Linked DNA regions of Mus musculus: regions 1 and 2 are each linked to region 3. Evidence: chromatin contacts called from public HiChIP or PLAC-seq and promoter capture Hi-C data. All regions are on one chromosome and are shown on one strand. Each heading gives the region's core, a stretch centred on a gene start, on an enhancer-like site or on the middle of the called end of the contact. The rest is flanking DNA. Distances are from core to core; before and after follow the strand shown.

Region 1 (2,700 bases), core at 39-2,538, 490 kb before region 3:
TACAGTGTATATATGTGTGTGAATGTGTGTGAGTGTATATGTGTATATGTATATGTGTATGAGTATATATATGTGTGTGTATATATGCATATTTGTCTATGTGTGTATATGTGTATATGTGTATGAGTGTATATGTGTGTATGTGTGTGTATGGGGGGAGGGTATGTACTTGTGAATGCAAGTGTTCTAGGAGTCCTCATCTCCCCTGGAACTGGAATTACAGGTTGTTGTGAGTCTCCGATCAGGGTGTTGGAAATCAGATCCACTGGAAGAGCAGGACTTGCTCTTAATCAATAATCTATTTTTCTAGCCCAAAATAAATATTTTTTAAAATGTAAATAAAAATAAAAATAAGGAGGTTAGGCATAGTAGTGCCTGCCTTTAATCCCAGCACTCAAGAGACAGAGGTAGATCTTTGTGAGTTCAAAGCCAGCCTGGTCTACAGAGTGAATTCCAGGACAGCCAGGGCTACACAGAGAAACCCTGTTTTAGCGGGGGTGGGGGTTGGAAGGTCGGGGGAGGGGAGAGTGCATTGCTCTCGCAGAAGATCAGAGTTCAGTTCCCATCACCAAGATCCAGGAGTTCACAACTGCCTCTAACCCTACCTGCTCAGGATCTTACACTTCTAGCCTCCTGGAGCACCCAAAGACACCCATGGACACACGCACTCAATTAAAAACAATCAAAATTAAAATGTTGATACATTTGGTAGGTGTGAATCCTCGGTTTCCATTCACAGTGCTTGGGGGAAAGGATACTGCAAACCAGGTATGGTGGCCCACACCTAGCAGCACAGCACTGGGAAGGCTGGGACAAAAACAAAGACAAAAAAGAGAAAGACCTTCCAGAGTGCAAGAAAAGCCCTATGATACCAGACAAGGACATAAATGTGCATGTGTGTGTGTGTGTGTGTGTGTGTGTGTGTGTGTGTGTGTGTGTGTGTGTGTGTGTGTGTACATGAACATTTAAAACAGTACAATTCAAATTTTCTGAGTGAATAAACATGTGACAGGGTGTGGTGCCAGTCTCAATTCCCCATGCTATTTAGAGTCACCTTGAATTTCGGTTCCACCCTTGGTAAACGGTTTTAACCATCTAAAATCCAGATTGCTCCCTCCCTACTAGCCTCCCCAACCCCCCACCGCCAAGCTTTCTTTGTGAAGTAAATTTTCTCAAAGTCTCAAAGTCTCTGGCAGGAGGCCAATTCCTGGTCTCTGCTCTCAGTGTGGAAGCCTAGTAATTGAATTCACCAGAAACCTGCCTGTCGCCATAGCAGCAGGGGTCATCAGCTGTAAGCTAGGTCAGGCTTCTGCCACGGGGCACCCTGGGTTGCCAACTCTGTGAAAACAGACAGCTTAAAATGTTTAAGGAAGCAAGCAATAGCTCTTCCCAGCTATGATGCCTGGGAATTAAAGCAATGAGCACAGCACCCGCAAGGTCGCTATAGTGGCACCTATACTTTAACAGGGGCTGAGAGTTCTCTAGTTGGACTTAAAGCCCATACAACATGAGGGAAATCATGTCTGCTCCTTAGTCAACTGCCCCAGACTAGTGAATCATGGCTCTTGGAGAACCTATACCTACCTTCTTACAAAATCAGCGTAATTCCTAACTACATTCTACATATTTATCCTATACCCACAGAAAGCATAGGTCTCATCCTCATCAAAGAAGTGTCTCCTTACAACAGACGGAGACCGTTACAAAAGCCCACAGATGATCTAACACAGAGAACACTCGGCAGTGTTGTTGAACCCAACAGATGCAACAACCCCTGCCCTGAGAACTCAGAACAGAGGAGAGGGTGAGAAGAATGTGGGAGACAGAGAGCCAGGAAGTTGGCTGTGAACATTTTCCCACTGACTGATCTTCCAAAGGTTCTGAGTTCAAATCCCACCAACCACATGGAGATCTGACACCCTCTTCTGGTGTGTCTGAAGACAGCTACAGTGTACTTACATATAACAATAAATACATCTTTAAAAAAAAGAATATTTGCCTCCTAGAAATGTCAGAGAGGCAACACCCGTGAAGTTTCATTGTCATGACTACCTAACCAGACCTGAACGAGGACACCAACACCAATTACAGACTGGCTAACATGGAAGAGGGGCCTCTCATGGAGCCTCAGTCCCAGAAAAGGAATTACAGCTAACAGCAGAATTAGTTTTCTCCAGGAAAGAGCCTCCATATTGGGTACCCAAAGACAAGAGGGCCTCCCTGAAAGCATACATATATTATATATATGTAATATATGTGTACATATATGTATGTAGCTTTTTATTTCTATATTTAGGAATATATATATATACATATATTCTTATATGTACATATATACTCATGTATATGTATATATAGTGTATATGTATGTCATAACAATTAAAGCAATAGAGGTCATGAATTTGAGAAGAAAAGCAAAAGGAGTTTGTGGGAAGATTTGGGGAGAGAAGGAAAGGAGGAAGAAGATGTAATTCTTGTGATTTCAGAAATATTTTTTTAAAAATTGTAAAACAACAACAACAAAAAAGGGTACTCCTGGAGTAGAGGCACACACCTTTGATCCTAACACTCAAGAGGTAGAGGCGGGAAGATCTCTGTGTGTTTAAGGCCAGCCTGATTTACATGTCAGAGCTACATAGTGAGACTTTGTCTCTCTCTCTCTCTCTCTCTCTCTCTCTCTCTCTCTATATATATATATAT
Region 2 (2,700 bases), core at 1-2,500, 340 kb before region 3:
CTCAAACTTACTTCCTGCTCCTAAGCATACAGTATACTGCTTCCTAAGCTGCAGGTTCTATTTATTTTCCATTGTTGATGACTTTCCCCATTCTGGGATTCTTTCTGAGAGAATGCTACAACCAACTCTGGAATGGAGTAGAACTCTGCTTCCTAACAAGCTTACTGCTGTGCAGCGAACTCCCAGCTTTCTAAGTAGAATCCTAGCTCACCCTCTAGACCTTGGCCAACTTAGAGCCTGAGCTGAGCCCAGAGTCTTCTTAGCATCTTAGTTCCCGAGTAGAGAGTGGTTCCTCAGATTTGGTCACCCAGCAGAGGCAATTCCTCATTAGTGATCCACAGAGTACCTTAGGCCCTGGTCCACCGGTTCCATCTGGCAAGGAAGCTCTTTAAACAGGACAGTAAAACAACTCAAAACAGCTTCAGGAAGTCCCTGAAACTAACCAGATTCATTAGGTCTCTCTCTGTCAGAGCAAACAGTAAAAGGTGATCGTCTCTCTCAAACTAAAGGAAGTTGAGCTGAAAAAAAAAAAAAAAAAGCCTCTCAGACAAGCTGCACTGCAAAGAAGACTCTGAGATGGGACCAGCTGCCTGGGAGGAGCAGAAGCCAGCTGAGCTGCCTGGAAGAGGTTCAGACCAGAGTCACTTGGAAAGGACATGCCAACGCAGTGAGCTGCCTGCAGGCTGTGCAGTTTTTATAATCTGTCACCCATGCTGGGGTGGGCCCTGGGGTCGCAGCTGTCTCTGAGTCATTCCTGCTCCTGTAAGTGACCCCTTATCCATGCTCCTGTTAAAATAAAACGCATTGGTTCGCCAAGTTGGACTTTGGTGTTATCTGTACTTCGGTCTGTCGGTGGGAGCTCTGTCTGGGGTGAGATGTGTTTACCGTCCCCCCAGGAAAAGTTTGGTCACACAACACTCAGGAGAGGGCAACACCCCTCAGCAAACTTTCTGAGACTTCTCTCCAGGGTCCCGCGCCAAGCCACAACCGCACCTTTCCTTCTCCTAACCTCTCTCCTCCCTGCCATTCTCTTTTGCTGCATCTTGGTGTCTCTCTTCAACTCCCTCTCTGTCTCTCTCTCTTGGTCGTCTCCGTTCCCAGATCCCGCAGAAAACTCACGCAGCGCTTCTGTTCGCGGTTGTTCCTCCAGTCGGATCCGTGCTTCACCTTTCCCTGCAGCTAGCCGAGGGACTCTGAGCCACAGCGGTTCAGCCACCAGGCCTGGAATTCGCCTTCAGCCGGCCCACACCCGAAGCTCCGCCCCCTCCCCCCATTGGCTATCGTTCTTAGAAAGTCCCGCCCCCAACCTCTCCGCCCCGCTTCCCTTGTTTTCATTCCCCCTGTCACACGAGGCAGTAGCGACCCCGAAGTGGGAGGGAAGAAGTCGGAGCCTTGAAGTCGTAGAGGGAAGGGGACGGGAAGAGGGCGGAAAGTGAAGGGCCCAGAGTGCCTCTCTGTCCCCGATCTAACTCAGTTCTCGACTGCTCCGGGCCGGCGTGGTATTGTGGGATCGCGGCGCCTGGCGCGAGACGCTCGCCGCCGCAGGGGCGTCCACTCGAGAGCGCCTCCTGTCGTCCGTAAAGCTACCCTGCCATCCCTCGGTCCCCCCAACTCCTCCCGCCCCCCCATCCCCTCCTCCTCCATCCTCCAGTTCAAAATGGCGGCGGCGGCGGCGGCGGCGGCGGCGGCAGCGGCAGCGGCGATGGCTCCTCCGGGCTGCCCGGGTTCGTGCCCCAACTTCGCCGTAGTCTGCTCCTTCTTGGAACGCTACGGGCCGCTGCTGGACCTGCCCGAGTTGCCGTTCCCAGAGCTGGAGCGGGTGCTGCAGGCGCCGCCGCCAGACATCGGCAACGGAGAAGGTAAGCGATCGGCCCGAAAGCCCGGCGGGAAGCGGCCCTGGCGCGCTTTAGCTCTCCATAGATACCCTGGGGCTCTGCGGCCGTCCCTCGCCAGGGATTGGCCTCCGCGGAGTCCCTACTCCTCGTAGCCCGGGGGTTCCTGGGTGCTGGGGAGGCGGGGCGGAGGCCCCCTAGGGCCACCGTGCCCCGCGGGGACGGAGGTGGGGGCGTCGCGGACCGGGTGTGGGCTAGGGCCCAGGAGGGGGTATTGTGCCGGCCTGACGCTCTGGGGCCGGGTCCCCCGCGCCGGTGTTGCCTCCAGTTCTTACCCCTTTAGGTGGCGGGGGAAGGGGAGCGCAGGTTCCGGCCAGCTTTGCGCTTTTCTCTTCCCCTCCTCCCACCAATCCGCCCCACCGTCTCCCGGGAGGCTGGGCCCATCTTCTCTCGGCGCCCCCTCTGCTCACTCCACCTGAGTGGGCGGGGGCCCGCGGACACTCCGCTCTCCCGGTGGTGGGAACTCCCCCGAGAGAGTCGGCTCCTGCCTTTTCCCGTCCCCTGGAGGGCTGGTCTAGCCCCCCAAACTCCTTCCTCCTTGGGAGATCTGAGTCTATGACCAGAGAGGGGGCTTCCCCCCTATTCTCGCGTAGGAAGGGGAAATGAACTCGGCCCAGCTTCTCCGCTCTGGGTAGGAGAGGGTTAATATCTCCTCCTCCATAGTTTTTCTCCTCACCACCTCCCCCAAAATAATAGAAAAGCATCTCTCCACTTTTCTCTATCCCTTCCCCCTATCTCAGCTACAGGGCTTAAGGGAAGAAGTCACTCTTCCATTTGCTGGCTGGGGTGGGGTGGTTAGTCTGTAGGC
Region 3 (2,700 bases), core at 82-2,581:
GATCAAGACCAGCAAGATGATCATCAGTGCTTACTGGGGACAACTCTAATTTTTCTGACTTGTGGGCATCTTATCTCTCCCCCCCCCCGATTTCTGTAGCTCAGAAGGCTGCCCCAACTCCGTCTGCTTGCAATACCCTGTAACCTCCTCTGCTCTTACTGAAGGTCTTCAGGCTTCCCCTCCAAGCCTAGCTAGATTGCAGAGTTAAGTTTATGGTTATGAAGAAAAATAAATGAGAAAAAGGGATCAATTTAAAAAGTCTGGTGTTGCTGGGGAATCCAGCTAAGTGGGAATGGAGACAGAGGGAATGTGAGAATGGAGAAAGGGAAGGAACACAACTTAAGAAGACTAAACTTCAGGGATGCATTTTAAGAACAGTCAGTGTTGTTAGAAGATCAGCATGACTTGCTGTTGGGGGGGCTTTGGGAGAGTGTGAGTGGTAAAATTGGCTCTCTCTTAAGCAGTTGCTGCACACTGAGAAATTTAGGGGCTTTTATTGGGCCTTGAAATACAAGAAAACGAGTAGAAGACATGGAAAGAAGTGGACAAGAAATATTCCAACAAGCAAAACAGAATTTGGTCACTCTGCCAGACTGCAAAGGAAAGGGAGGTGCCAAGAATGAGATGCTGGTTTCAGGCCCTGTCATTTAGAGCCACAGGAGATGGGACAAACATGAAAAGATTGAATTTAATCCATAGTTTACAGAGTTCGAAGTACATACAACAGCATATGCTACTGAAGACAGCCAATGTGCTGTCCAGTTTCTGATTCAGTGAGACCTTGTATTGGAAATAAAGCAAAAACAACAGAGGAAGAGACCAGAAGCTTTCCTTTGTCCTGCCCATTTCCATTCGTGTAGACACGCAGCAAACACCAAAAACAAAACAAAACAAAACAAACAAAAAACCCAACCCTTTTAAAAAGAAAATAAATCCAAAGGTAAACCTGGCTCATTATCATGTTTGAAACAGGTTTGTTTTCCTTTAAGGGAGTGAGAAGAGATTAAATGGCGATCTGAATAATTTCACTACAAAAATAGCTACCATGAATTATGAAAGCAATAATAACTACGCCTATTTTTATATTAACCATAACGAGTCAGAGAGCGTTTGTTTACCTTGGAAGGCACAATTAAAACATGTTGCTCTGAGAAAATGAGTTCTAATCCCAGGCATCAATCAACAGCAGCAACAACAAACCAACTACAGTACTTGGTCCTAAAATTGGGGGCCTGGTTTCACAGGGTTTTCCCAGACTGCAGCCCTGTGTGAGTGTGGCCACGCCCCCACGACGAGTGGCCACGCCCTGCACCCGTGCTCAGGTCAGGGGCTCCCTCGTGCCTGTCCTCCATCTTGAGAGACGCTAGTCTTCACAGGTGTGGAATTACGATTTGCGTTAGCGACTGTAAAGTCACCGTAAGTAGTGTTTCCATCTCTTTGGAACCCCCAGACATCACTCAAACCAGGAAGTTACCTTAGGTTCACAGCCCGTAGCCAAGCCTGAGGGGTGCTGACCCAGGTTGCTCATCACTTGAGGTGATCCGACCAGCCATGTTTCCACGGCTCTAAGGAAAAAAGGGTTTCCTCTCCACAGCTGTTAAAGGACAGGGACAAAGCTCTGCAACCCAGGGATGGCCAAGCAGGCCACCCAGACGGTCACCCTGAAGTCCCTGCAGGCTTGTTTCCGTGTCTGAGGATCACAGTTCTATGCTGTCTGTCAACGCTTGGTTTATCACTCTAGTTTTCGTGGCAAGAGGAATGTCTACTCGGATTCTTTGCTCAGTCTAGCTAGTGAATGGTGGCGTCTTTGAGATTGAATAGACTTCGGGAGGAATAGATTTGGGAGAATGAAATCATGGTTCAGTTTTACACATTTACTTTGAAGTACCTGTGAGAAATCTAAGTGGAGATTTCTTCAGACTGCTGGAGTGAGTGAAGAGGCCTGGGATGGGAATAACTTAATCGAATCCCCTCCTAAGTATTACAGTTTCATGTGAATTCAGCTACCCTGGCTAGTGCAAAAGCCCAAAGGATCTGTGGGTACCTTGAAATGCTAGCGCTAATGATTCTGAGTCAAAAGCTGGGATTTAGTCAGTATTCAGTTTACCCTCCTGTCACAGAACGTTTTCTTCACATCTGCCATTGTATTTTCCAGTATCTACAACTAATCACACCAAGATATAAACACACACAGTGATCTCCTCAAATCAATCTACTTTTTCATTTCCACTGTGATTATTATTTTGTGTTAACTTATGAATTTTTTCATAAATGTATTTAATCTCCAAATGTAAAATATTCTAGTGATCTGTTTCTTACTCATTCATGGACACATTTCTCTGTTTAAAAAAGTTTTTTAAGAATGAATTTATGAAATTCCTAGGCAAATGGATGGATCTGGAGGGTATCATCCTGAGTGAGGTAACCCAATCACAAAAGAACTCACATGATATGTACTCACTGATAAGTGGATATTAGCCCAGAAACTTAGAATACCCAAGATACAAGTTGCAAAACACATGAAACTCAAGAAGAACGAAGACCAAAGTGTGGTCACTTTGTCCCTTCTTAGAATTGGGAACAAAAAACCCCTGGAAGGAGTTACAGAGACAAAAGTTTGGAGCTGAGACGAAAGGATGGACCATCTAGAGACTGCCATACCAAGGGATCCATCCCATAATCAGCTTCCAAACGCTGACA

Evidence for each region. Promoter capture Hi-C pulls out the DNA fragments that hold promoters and counts their contacts. HiChIP or PLAC-seq counts read pairs in DNA pulled down with a chosen protein or histone mark.
Region 1: a promoter capture Hi-C map of stem cell-derived epiblast-like cells shows a contact between it and region 3, with 5 times the contacts expected there. The contact joins the enhancer-like site here to the promoter of Gdpd4 in region 3. A contact is called at or near these places in 5 of 39 promoter capture datasets (the 3T3-L1 cell line, hippocampal neurons, liver and 2 more) and 1 of 9 other capture datasets (macrophages).
Region 2: a contact with region 3 is called in an H3K4me3 HiChIP or PLAC-seq map of embryonic stem cells, with 10 read pairs. The contact joins the promoter of Aamdc here to the promoter of Gdpd4 in region 3. A contact is called at or near these places in 2 of 39 promoter capture datasets (cranial neural crest and second pharyngeal arch cranial neural crest) and 1 of 115 datasets of contacts at active chromatin or transcription factors (embryonic stem cells).

Annotation. Positions count from the first base shown.
Region 1 is chr7:97,428,718-97,431,417 of GRCm38.p6, forward strand. No RefSeq gene overlaps it. Among named protein-coding and RNA genes, the nearest start is that of Gm32945, 11 kb to the left of the region's middle. Within about 2 kb of position 1,289, at least 54 of the 459 cell types and tissues checked have an H3K27ac peak or open chromatin away from gene starts, as enhancers often do. A contact at or near this core is called in stem cell-derived epiblast-like cells, where this site is marked.
Region 2 is chr7:97,578,247-97,580,946 of GRCm38.p6, forward strand. Aamdc (adipogenesis associated Mth938 domain containing) reads right to left here and starts at 1,251. Exons shown (of 5, transcript NM_001177945.1): 1 at 1,120-1,251. Rsf1 (remodeling and spacing factor 1) reads left to right here and starts at 1,650. Exons shown (of 16, transcript NM_001081267.2): 1 at 1,650-1,859. The coding sequence starts at 1,658.
Region 3 is chr7:97,918,627-97,921,326 of GRCm38.p6, forward strand. Gdpd4 (glycerophosphodiester phosphodiesterase domain containing 4) reads left to right here and starts at 1,332. Exons shown (of 18, transcript NM_177696.3): 1 at 1,332-1,416.